2 separate regions of the Rattus norvegicus genome follow, and region 2 is linked to region 1. The links are chromatin contacts, called in public Hi-C maps. All regions are on one chromosome and are shown on one strand. Each heading gives the region's core, a stretch centred on a gene start, on an enhancer-like site or on the middle of the called end of the contact. The rest is flanking DNA. Distances are from core to core; before and after follow the strand shown.

Evidence for each region. A called contact is a pair of places that touch in the nucleus more often than the background predicts.
Region 2: a contact with region 1 is called in a Hi-C map of liver, with 2.3 times the contacts expected there. The contact joins the promoter of Arih1 here to the promoter of Adpgk in region 1. A contact is called at or near these places in 4 of 12 Hi-C or Micro-C datasets (frontal cortex, liver, mammary epithelial cells and 1 more).

Annotation. Positions count from the first base shown.
Region 1 is chr8:68,593,530-68,599,760 of GRCr8, forward strand. Adpgk (ADP-dependent glucokinase) reads left to right here and starts at 1,743. Exons shown (of 7, transcript NM_001100723.1): 1 at 1,743-2,013. The coding sequence starts at 1,781.
Region 2 is chr8:68,770,800-68,777,003 of GRCr8, forward strand. It overlaps Arih1 (ariadne RBR E3 ubiquitin protein ligase 1), which reads right to left and starts at 4,773. Exons shown (of 14, transcript NM_001013108.3): 1 at 4,134-4,773. The coding sequence starts at 4,502.

The DNA of each region.
Region 1 (6,231 bases), core at 493-2,992:
ACTTCGATTTTACTCCAGCTCTTGTCAGTTAGCCTCTGAGACTAAACAACAGAAGTTTTTGCAAGCCTGGAAAGAAGAATCGGGTGCAAAGTTCTGGAAACCCAGCAGCTTTCCAAGGGACCACCACGCTGGTGGGGAGCCTTCCCCTCGGCCTCTCAGTGTGTGTTGTTCAGCTTCCTCTGCTCTTCCCAAAACTGATCTTGGGAACTTATATTTAATGGGCTCTAGCCAACCTTCAACCAGTGACTTTGCCAGTCAATCTCCCAAATCAATTAATCACCCGGTGTATTGGTTCTCAGTACACAGGGGCTAAAAAATGCTATTCATTTGGTAAAGCGCCTGTCTAGAAGGCACAGACCTCCCCTTCCTCACTGAGCACCAGGTACAGAGATACAGGTTTGTAATTCCAGGAGGTAATGAAGAGGTAGAGGCAAGAGGATCAGAAGTTCAAAGTCATCCTTGACAACGCAGTAAGCTTGAGGCTAGTCTGGGCTACACAAGACCCTATTTAATAAATACATAGGAGAATAAGCAAACTAGTAAACAGTCTCTGGCTGGTCAGTGGATCTATTGTTTTGAAAATGGAGGATGGTGCGGTCACTTTGGGTGGCAGGGAGACTTAACAGCTGAGGGCCATGACAGAAACCTTTTCTCTGGAATATCTTGGCATGGACACTCGGGGGATGGAGGTGATAATGTCCAAGATCAAAGCTAGGGAAATACATTTCTATTAACAAGTCCAAAAATCATAGACACCATAGAAATTTGGTCAGGCGCTAGCAGAACTAGAACAATCCAGGCCAGCAGATGAGGCTGAGAATGAACTGGACATCAAGCCTAGCTTCCCTGACTCTTAATCTACCCTCCCACACAGAAATGTCACACCAAAGAAGACAGCGCTGGATTCCTGTAGTATCACCGAGAACACGAAACCCAGGACTTTTTTTTTTTTTTTTTAAACTGGAGTCTATAGTCCCTCCATATTGTACACGATTGTATCCCTTTACGGCTTATTCTGAGGTTGTTAAAAGGAACAGCACCTCCGAAAGGGTTATCTAAGAGGTCTGAGTGTTGAATCTGATCTCTAGATTGAACAAGATCGCTTCCATCTCAGCGGAAGCCTTTGAGTAGCTGAAAACCTCAAGAGGTGGAATCCCCTGGCCCAGAACCACTAGTGTCTGAGCTGATTCCTCCCACGGGAAGCCCTTCCCAGCGTCTCTCTCTTAATCCGTCCCTCCGCCTAGCCAATGCATCAGACTCTGAAAGGAACCGGCGTTGTAAAACCATGGAGAGGAAACACTAGCGGAGGGACGGATTAAGAGAGAACAGCGTGGCTCGTGTTAATGGGAGACCAACTGACTCTTACGTAAATCGCGAGGTTTGCCTGCTTCTTCGGTATCTGCAAGCCTTATCTTACTAGGGAAGTAAACGTATTTCCCCCCACTCTATCTTGGACTGCAGGTGAAAATCGGGAAGACGTGCAAGGATTGGGGCCACACTGCTGCCTTTGTCCATCCAGGGTCAGAACCGCACAACAACTCCGCCCAGCGCCGGCGCCAAGAAGTGAAGTGAGTGAATCTCCAATGCCCGCCCCCTTGTCTAGCCCACCTATAACTCCACCCATAACTGGGGCAACAGTTCAGTAGCTCCGCCCATCGGGAGGAAGAGCCTGTGGCGCGCGGGTGTGACGTTCCGCGCGTGTACGTCAGCACGCGCCCAGCTGGGAGGAGGCGCGAGCCGAGAAAGGATCTCGTAGTCTCCAGTGCGGCAGTGTGTCCACATGGCGCTGTGGCGCGGCTCTGCGTGCGCCGGCTTCCTGGCGCTGGCCGTGGGCTGCGTGTTTCTGCTGGAGCCGGAGCTGCCGGGCACAGCGCTACGCTCGCTCTGGAGCTCGCTGAGGCTGGGGCCCGCGCCAGTGCCCCCGGGATCTCTGTCCCCAGAGAGCCGGCTGGCGGCCGCTTGGGATGCCCTCATCGTGCAGCCCGCCCGGCGCTGGCGCCGCGTGGCTGTGGGGTGAGTGCCTGCGGGGCCTGTCTGTGGCTCTGGGCCTCCCCGGGAAGTGGGCGCGCTCCGGGGTCCGCCCGGGACTCGGTGGTGTCCGGGTTGCCCTCTTGGCGGAAAGTGTCGGACGTGTGAGACGAACCTTTTTCGTCATCGCTGCAGGGATAGTCAGCATATTTACTCTCGACTCGCCCTGCTCTTCTCTTGTCGGTGTAAAACCAATCAGCTCTCATAGCCTCTTAAATACAACTCAACCTGTCAGTTGTATTTTTTGAGGTTTCTCCGTTGTCCTGTCTTTCAGCCCTTACTGCCAACTGTTCTCAGGTGGTCACGACGTTTGGGCTTTCCTATTTTTCTAGTACCCTTCCTAATGTACTTAAAGCTGAATGTTTCTGTCTCTAGCTGTTGACTTTATTTCTTTACGTCATCCAGTCTGAAGACAACTCTACAAAAACTACGCCTTTTCAAATTCAACATTTTTTTTGTTAAGGTTTCATTATCAGCTCTCTGCGCCTTTCGAGTTTAGCACGCCCTTCTCGAAACTATTTTCTTCCCCATACTAAGTGGTGGTTCATATTTTTAAGGCTCTCTCAAATCACAAATACTCCTTTCTTTGTGAAACTCACAGAAATGTAGTTATTTTTTTACACTAACCTCAGTCCCTCTTTCAGTTAGGCTTGATTTTCTTGTCAAGGACACCATGCATCAGCAAAATTTTTTGTGATGTTTTTCTTTAGGTTGGAGTTGGTTGGTTGGTTTTTTTGGTGGGTTGTTTTCGTTTGGTTTTTATGTTATTGTTGCTGTTTCTTTTTTTGAACTACAGCCTCCTTGGCTGGTCTGGAACATAAGGAGATCAAGAATGGCCTCAAGCTTAGATCTGCCTGCCCCTGCTTCATATGCTGGTGTTACATGCACAAGAGGCCTGTGCAAAAACACACCAGTCAGATATTCTTTTTTGTTCGAATGTTGTAGCTAGGTGGAGTAAAGCAAAGTTGACCTGAGTCAATGAAATAATCATATTTACCCAATATATTATGTTAGCTTATATTCAAACACAATACAAACCTATGCATTGTGTATCTCTTAACTCTTTAAAGTTCAGTCTCTTTGCCTACCTCATATCAGATTCTCCTCCTCTTTTCTTCCTTCTCTTCCTCCAACCCCCCTCTTCTTCGTGTATGTGTTTTTTCCATGCAGTACCTGTAAAGACCCCCCTCCTCCCTGGAACTGCAATTGTGGACAATTGTGAGGTGCTACAGGGGTGCTGGGATTCAAACCTGGGTCCTCTTCAGGAGGACCTGCTCTTAACCATAGCACCATTTCTCTAGCCTTCATTATCAAAGTCTTATTTTAAGATTTAGAATTTTTAAACTTTATTTGTGTGGGAGTGGGTGTGTTCACGTAAACGCAGGTCCCCTTGGAGGCCAGAAAAGAGTCTTGGATCCCCTAGAGCCAAGTTACATGTGGTTGTGAGTTACCCAAACTTGTGCTAGGAAATGAACTCTGTCCTCTGGAATAGCAGCCCCTGTTCTTAACTGCTGAGCCATCTCTAGCCCTTATTGTCTAATTTTGTTTCTTTTTCTTTTTTAATCTTAATTTTGTTTTATTTTAAAATTATTTTTATATACTTACTTTTCTTCTAGACAGAGTTTCTCTATGTAGTCCAGGCTCTCCTGGAACTCATGCTATAGACCAGGCTGGCCTCAAACTCAGAGATCCACCTGCTTCTGCCTCCCTAGTGCTGGGATTAAAGGCATGGCTTTATCGGGCTCTTGATCATCTTTCTTTGAGCTATGTCACATATGTGCTGGGCTCTGAGGGTGTATGTATGTATGGAGGAAGCCAGGTCTGTGCTGCTGGAAGCAGCTTGGGCTGCTAGAACAGAATAACTCGCACTAGTTGCTTAAAATGACAGACTTTCTGGTGACTGAGCCTGAGTCCCAAATCAAGGTGCCAGAGTGGTTTCTAAGGAAGCTGATTTCTGGGGATGCCTTTCTTCCTACCTTGCAGCTAGGCAGCTACAGGTGTTCTCACATGCCTTTTACTGTATAGTTCTCCAGAGTGATGTCTCCTCCTCTTATATGGACACTATTCCTGTTGGATTAGGGCCCACCCCCAACACCCATTTAACCTTAGTCGCTTCCTGAAAGACCCTAAAACCAAATACAGTCACGGAGGACTGGGGTTTGTCTCGGTTACTTTTCTGTTGCCATAACAAAGCTCTACAACCAAAGCAAGCTGTAGAAGAAAGCGTTTATGGGGGCTTACAGTTCCGGAGGATGAGTCCATGACCATCATGACAGGGAGCGTGGCAGCAGGCAGGCAGGTGCTGTAGCAGTAGGTGAGAGTTTATATCCTTATTCACAAGCCGGAGGAAAATAGCTACCTGGCAAGGGCATAGGCTTTCGAGACCTCAAAGCCCACCCCCAGTGGTGAACTTCTTACAACAAGGCCACACCTACCCTTCACAAACAGTTCCACCAACTGGGGACAAAACATTTAAACTTATGAACTGATAGGGAGCATTCTCATTCAGACCACAGGATTTCCATACAACAATTTGAGGTGAGGTAGGGGAGAGAAATTGTCCATAACAGTTGTGAAAAGTGCTGTCTGTGTTCAGCTGCCAATAAGAGCAAGGCACTCCAGCTATTCCAAAGAATTACTAATTCCTCCCAGGACGGGGTAGTAGAGAAAGCTCTAAGAAGATGTTCCATTTTCTGTTATATAATAATAAATCACCGCAAAATGGAGTAATTCAAAACAGCCATAGCTCATGATCTTTATTAGTCTGAGTTATGATTGGGTTCGTCTAAGCAGTTGTACCTTGGAGTTCTATATAATAGGATGGTGGCTGGGACTAGATTTATCATTAAGATCAGTCAAGGCTAGAACTTCCACTGAGGTCTTCCACCTACAGGAGCCATCTGCTAGTTGTTCCATTTCTCACAGCAGGGAGACTAGGCAAGGAGAATGTCCAAAGAGGAACAGACAGGTAGCTTACTGTTTTATGATTTAACCATAGGATCAGATTTCCCAGAGTCTAGTTTACCAGGTTTTAATGGGAGGGCACTCACTCCTCGGTGGAAGGAATATCAAAATTACATGATAACTAGACCATGTAGATGGGACATCTTGTTGAGACCACCATAGAAAATATAGTCCATAGTTAACTTGTAGAACTAGAGGGAACAAAAAGGTTTCTTCAGGTCAAGGCAAGAGACCAGATACATGTACTGAAGAACTGAGTATGGGAGGTTTACCGTCTGGCAAGAGTCCAGGGTAAAGAAACGATGCAGAGTCAGGTGTGGTGCACACCTGTGATTACAGCTCTGGGAGTTGAGGCAGGAGTGTAAATGTTGGTGGTTTTCCTCCTGGCCCCACGCTCCACAATAACGACTCTGAGACTCGTACTTATGAACAGCTTGGCCATAAGCTTTGGTTTGTCCTCCAACCAACACATAAATTAATATCCCATTCTAATCTTAAGTTCTACCACCTGGTTAGTTACCTGTCTTCAGCTCTCACGATTCTGTCCTCCATGTTCTTTGGCAAATACACCCACCTGGCTCCATCCCAAAAGCCCTTTCTCCCTACCAATGTCCCACCTTCTAGTCTACCCTTTTTACTGACAATACATGTTATTCTCTCTTCACTGGAAGATTGTACGACTGAGGCCATCGTGGACTACATTAGCAAGATATAGAGAAAGAGATTGCTGAGAAGGGGATCTCCGAAGGTCTTTTTTTTTTTTTTTTTTTTTTTTTCCGGAGCTGGGGACTGAACCCAGGGCCTTGGGTTGCCTAGCAAGCGCTCTACCACTGAGCTAAATCCCCAACCCCAATCCGAAGGTCTTTTGATTCAAAGTAATGGCAAAGAGCTGTGAAGGTTTATAAACAGGCAAATGCCACTAGGTTTCTTGTTGAGAATTTCTGATGGGAATGGAAAGTAGCTCTTTGAGCAGCCATTTTAACCTGTTTTAACTGCTTAGCACCTTTTGAAGTGTAAAGGCATTGGGGATGTGGGGGGAGCAAATGTACCAGAATTTAATTTTGGAGTGGGAATGGATTATAGTTTGACACACTGATAAATTTCTCACTCAAAACACAAAATTTAGTGTAATCAGTAAGGCAAGCTGTGTCTGGACACCATGGCCCTGGTAAAGAGGACATTGTAGGGCTCCAGTAAAGGGAGGAAAGAACCCAAACCATTGTCAGTGGAACTGGAGGG
Region 2 (6,204 bases), core at 3,523-6,022, 180 kb after region 1:
GATTGCAAAAGTCTATTATAGCTCAAAAGGACAGGCTTTTAACTGAGCATCATAGGCAAAGCTGATCTCCTGAGTTCAAGGCTAGCCTGGTCTACACAGACTTCCAGAATAGCCAGGAATAAAGAAAGAGCCTGTCTTAAAAGAAAAAAAGGAAAAGGAAAAGGAAAAAGAAAAAAAAAAACTTTTAGGTTTTGAACTAAAAATAATAAAGACTGACACTATTGTCACCATGGTTCCAAAGGATCCAGTCAACCTAAATTAGAATCATGATCATTTTCTCATCCAAAAGGTAGTAATCATCAAATACAGTCTAAACATATTCTTCTACTTATATTACCTTATGTAGTAATTAAGCTATTTATAGTTATTAATGTAGTTAACATTAGAAGAAAAATAACAAAAAAAGTTGCTGGAGAGATAGTTTAGCAGGTAACACCAGATGCTCTTGCAGTACAAGAGTTCAGTTCCCACCATCTACTAAGGGCAGCTCACAACCATGGGTCACTACAGCTCCAGGGATGCTGTGCCCTCTTCTGGCCTTTGCAGGCATCCATATACCCACACATATACACAATTTTAATAAAGTCTCTTTTTTTCCAATTTAAAAAAAAAATACAAATAAAAAAATAGTGGCTAGCCAAAACAGAGGGCACCCTGTTGTGGTTAGCACTTGGTGTGTATGACACATTTGTAGTCCTGGCACCCCAGAAGCTGAGGCAAGACCATCATCGAGCTCAGGAGTAGACCAGCCTGGTCAACGTAGGGAAATTCCATCTTAAAATAACACAAAATAAAATAAGTTGAAAAGCAGGAAGAGGGGAAAAAATGAATATATGCTATGTCATAAATAGAATGATACAGCCTGAGTTCCAGGACGCCCTGAGCTGTGCAATCAGACTCCTGTCTCAAAAATACATACACAAATATATTAGGTCCTGGGTATAGCTCAGGGATAGAATACTTGCCTAGCATATGCCAGGCCCTGAGTCAAACTACAGGAGAATTCAAAGTTTAAGGAAAACAAGAACTATATATAAAACCCTGCTTGGTTTGTTTTGTTTTGTTCTGTTTTTTGAGACAGAATCTCACTATGTAGCTTTGGCTGTCCTCGAATGCACTATGTGGATCAGGCTGCCCTCAAATAGAGATTAACCTGACTCTGCCTCCATAATGTTGGGATTAAAGGCATGCACCAATATGCCTCACTCCTCAAAGCAAATTTTTTTTTTTTTTTGGTTCTTTTTTTTGGAGCTGGGGACCGAACCCAGGGCCTTGCGCTTCCAAGGCAAGCGCTCTACCACTGAGCTAAATCCAACCTCCAAAGCAAAATTTTTAATTGACCATTTGATACCAATTAGGCAACTAGTTTAACTTGAAAACACTTAACATCTCAAAGCATTGAAAATTAGCCTTTCTCTTTAATTCTACAAGTGGACTTATACCAAGAAATAAGAAAACATTCTACGTATGACCTCTGAGGATATGTGTACTTCTAAATTAAAAACTGTAAAAAGCCAGCAATAGGTTAAACAAATTAATGTGTAATCACTATGTTCTTTAACAGAGTAGTTACTTATTAGAGAAAGTTCTTCAGAAATTCTTTCTGGTTTTGAAACCTGCTTTTTCTCCCCACTGAAATCAAATTACACACAATCATTTTTTTTTTAAAAAATATGTATGGCTATCTATGCAGGTCCCAGAAAACTAGCTACAGCTCACATTTTGAAGTTTCTTGGTAGCTTATTTTGCCTCTAAGTTTCTCTTTACTGATGAGATTTCTTTTCTTACACTGTACACATATTACCCGTGCAATGCTTTGAATTTAAATACCTAAAACAGAATCAAGCCTAGTTTAGATGTATAAGAATATTAATTAGTTCAAGAAAAGGTGGTATGGAATATATCCTACCTTTGACTTGACTGGTATTTCTAAATATGAACTTTCAACAAGAAATACATGTTCAGGTGTTCATAAATCCAGCCTCGGACTGGAGAGGTGGCTCAGCGGTTAAGAGCACTGACTGCTCTTCCAGAGGTCCTGAGTTCAATTCCCAGCAACCACATGGTGGCTCACAACCATCTGTAATGGGATCCGATGCACTCTTCTAGTGTGTGTACCTACAGTGTACTCATAAAAATAAAAATATATCTTAAAAAAAAAATCAGTCTTACTTATAAAGACTAGAATAATGAAGCAAGAAAATGTGGAAAAGTACTCCCCCCCCATCCCTGATTTTTACAGGTCTTAGTAGTTCATCAGCATTTATTCTTCTTTAAACCACAAATGATGTCATGCATATCTGCTACCTGACCTGGTAACTCAGATAAATCTAGGAACTGACAAAACTGGATGAGATTTAACTAAAGTAAAATACACATTTATAAGTCAGTTATTTCTGATAAATACCCTTGAGTTATTTATAATGCCAGTAAGCTAGGTGAGTTTAAAAACATCAGGTTTTATCTCACTGCGTGTAAATAAAAATAATTCAAGTTTTAACCGCAAATTCCTTGCTAATGCAATTCCTTTTTGTTTATTAAATAAAGGGAAGAAAGAAATCTGGATTATCTAAGGACTAGAGCAATGAAACTTAATCTGACTTCTACAATCCTTTCACTTATTTCCGAGGCACCATCATCTACATTGAAACTTGAGATTTCCACTACTAACAACACTAGATGAGATTTCCCATTTTTCCAAGTACATTCTTTAATGCCTAGATCTGCAAAACGGTGCTTAGTGGATGAGACCATACACATGTTAGCCATGGAAATTCAGCAAGTAGGCAGTGACACTGATAATCTGTCCATGAATATTAAGCTAACCAATTCTAATAAAGTTTAAAAGGAAGCAATGTGCTTGAAAACAAGAGTAACTTCTTGTTCCTATGTAGTTTCCTTCCATGTAACTACTGTTACAGTTAAAATGAATCAAGATTTCACTCTGATTTTTCATTTTGCAACACTGAGGGCTGAATGAATCTAGAGCCTCTAACTTTTGCTCTTCCACTGACCTGTATCCTCATCCCCCTTTTTACTCTATATTGAGACAGCGTCTCACCAAGTTGCCCAGGACAGCCTTGAGTTTACTCTGTAGTCCGGGTAGGACTTGAACTTGCCATCATCCATCTGCTTCAACCTCCTAAACAGCTGAAATTTCCGCCTTTCACCACAGGATCACGTGTCATCTTTACTTTCCAATCATCCCATTCGTAACTTTTCCCCCAAACGAATGGAAATTAATTTCCTAAAGCTCAAAAACTCTGATGTATATAGTGTTAAATGAGATGCAGTTACTGGCCTGAAGCAAGTTTTAACTGTCTATGCACAAAATAGAAACCTACAGAGAAAGGAGTTCAGAAGCTGGAATGCCTCTTTCTAATTCACAATAGAGTTTTGTCCAATTAGACAACACTGCGTTTTATTGTTGCTGAAGCTGCAAGAGTGGATAGGAAATCTGCAGTAACTATTCCAACAGCTTCCATCAAGTTACATGTTACCATCAAGTTACATGTTACCACTGGAAGTAGTAGCAGGCAGGTCCCAAACAGAAAATATGTCCCTCCCCTCCCCCTAAATGTAGGCATAAGTCTCAAAATCAGAAAATAAGGCCCATCAGCACCTCTTCCGAGAAATAGTTCCCTTCCCCCACCTTTAAGTAGCCACTTAAGACTGCCAAGGAGATCCATTTCTTTATTAGCCGGTGCCCACTTGGGGCAATCGTACACCAAAGCTGCTCTGAAGGGCCTGCCCTAATCCCATATGAAACTGCTCAAGAGACTCAAGGACTAGGATAAACCTTGCGAAAAGGGCCGGGGTCTTTCTGACACCTCTTCCATACTCACCACCTCACCCCGCTCTAGCCCGCCCCTGTATCCCATCCTCACTTCTGAGGAAAGGCACTCTGGCCGTAGTCATGCTGGAACGGCCGGCCATAGCCGCTCAGGCAGCCCCAGGCCTCCGCCATGCCAGGACTCCGGGAAGCACCGCCCAAGCGCACCTCCCGACCGGCCGGCAGGGCAGACAGGCCCGGGACCAGCCAGGCCCTGGCCTGCTCTTCCGCGCCGCACAGGCCGCCTGAGTCCGCTCCCCAAGCCGGCTCCAGGGCCAGATGGCGTGGCAGGGCCCCTCACCTGGATGACCTCGTTGACCTCCCGGATACATTCCACCATGTGCTGCAGGATCTGTTCGGCCGTGAGCACCTCGTAGCGGTAATCTTCCTCCTGCTCGTGCCCCGGGCCGCCGCCGCCACCGCCACCGCCGCCACCGCCTCCGGGACCCAGAGCGCTGCCGCCGCCGCCGCCAGTCTCCCCGCACAGCAGTCCGTCCCGCTCCCCGCCGACGCCCAGCCCGGGCTCCACCAGCTCCACCTCGCCGAGATCCAGGTTATCATCGTCCGGCTCATCCTCGTCGTCGTCCTCCTCCTCCTCGGCGCCGCTGTCCTCCTCGCTGCACTCCTCGTCCTCGTCGAACTCGTAGTTGTAGCCCTCGTCCGAGTCCATGGCGCGACGCGCGCGGGCCTGGCAGACGCTGGCCGCGGCGCGGAGAGGGCGGGGACGCCGAGGCCCCGGCTCTCGCTCCGGCTCCGGCTGCTGTCCGGACGCAGGCCTGGTTCCGGCCCCGTGGGCCGCGGCTGCTCCCCGGGTGCGGCGGTTGGAGGCGGGCGGCGGCGGCGGCCGGGAGGGCGCGGAGCAGAGCGGGAGGGAGCGCGGGGGCCGCTTACTGCCGGCCTCAATCAGACGCCGCTCCGCTCCGGGCTCGGACGGAAAACAGTCCCCAGCGCCACCTCCGCGGCCGCTGCTACCGCTACTGAGCCAACAAAGGGGCGTGCGTCACCGCGCCGTGCTGCGTCATCGCGTCGGTCCTCTGTACGTCACCGCGCCACGCCCCTTGGCCCCTGCGTAGTAATTGAGGAGACCCCACGGCCCGGCCTGAGGAGGACGGGAGTGCGGCGGCGCGGCGGTGGCCAGTCTAGACTGAGAAGCTGTAGGTCCTTGACGTGAGGAGGCTGAGGCCTTCCGGTCGTGGGGAGGAGTCCGGGGAGCGGCCAAGCGGTGGTTTTCGTGGCGGACCTTCCTCGCTTCCGGGCCTCGCAGACACTTCTGACACGCCCCGGCTAGTTCCGGGAAGCCGGCAGCTGCTCAGCTAAAATTCCGGTTTCCCGAGTAACTGCCTGGAAGGTGGTAATACGCGGAACCTCCAAATCGTGTGACAGGTAGTCAGAGTGTTGCTGTCCACTCGTGTGGATCTACAGAGGTTCTCGGGTCCCCGTGAGGTGACGTCATCGTAAAGAGACGGTTCCTGAACTCATCTTGACTAGTGCTTCTTGAGGGTCCAAAACATGTCAACAGTCATGTTCCTCAATTGATTACTAAAGGCCATCAATTCCTCAATGGATCACTAAGGGCCTTCCATAGTTTAGCGCTCCTTTTCACTGAGTCCTAGTACCCAGGTTATAGCTGAGGCACTTGAGGCTCTAAAAATCGAAGTGTATACCTTGTGGTGGCATACACTTGTCCAGCATGCATAAAGACCCCAGTTTCAGCCCCCAGCAGTGGAGCAAAGAGGCTTTCTGATACATAATATGTCTTACATTGCATGAAAATTACAGTAATAATTCTAGGAAACAATATAGGCAAACCACATCGACAAAGACCAAATATAGCAGTACTGCTTATTTGGAAGTAGTGCAGAAGTAAGCTGTGTTGATGGATGGCTACTTCAACAAAGGAGGAAAGGAAGATGGCCTTGTCTCAACACAAAGTTCACGGTAGTTACAAAACTGAAACTTAAAACTTAAATCAGTAAATGAAATATTGGGCAAATTAGAGGTCATGACAAAGCACTTTATGCCTTTCCAAGGCTGGGTTTATCTTCTTTTATTTGCTTTGGACTTAATACCTTGAAAATAGGACAGGAGAGCCAAGAAAGTGTTTTGAAGGAAGAGAGGCATAAGAACCTCCCTCTTCCAGTAACTTGAAAGACTGGCCAGTCTGAAAATCTTTTAAAAGCTGAATCCTTAATAGATACAGTGCTTAAGATATAGATTCTGTTAAAAAAAAAACTTTGAAAAGTGGAAAATATAAAGATACATATTGGTTTGTCTATTTTGTTCTCAAATGATCAATTTATTTTCTACATATAATTACTGAGTTGAGGGCATGGCAAGTGTAGGTCAGAAGACAACTCATTCTTTTCACTGTG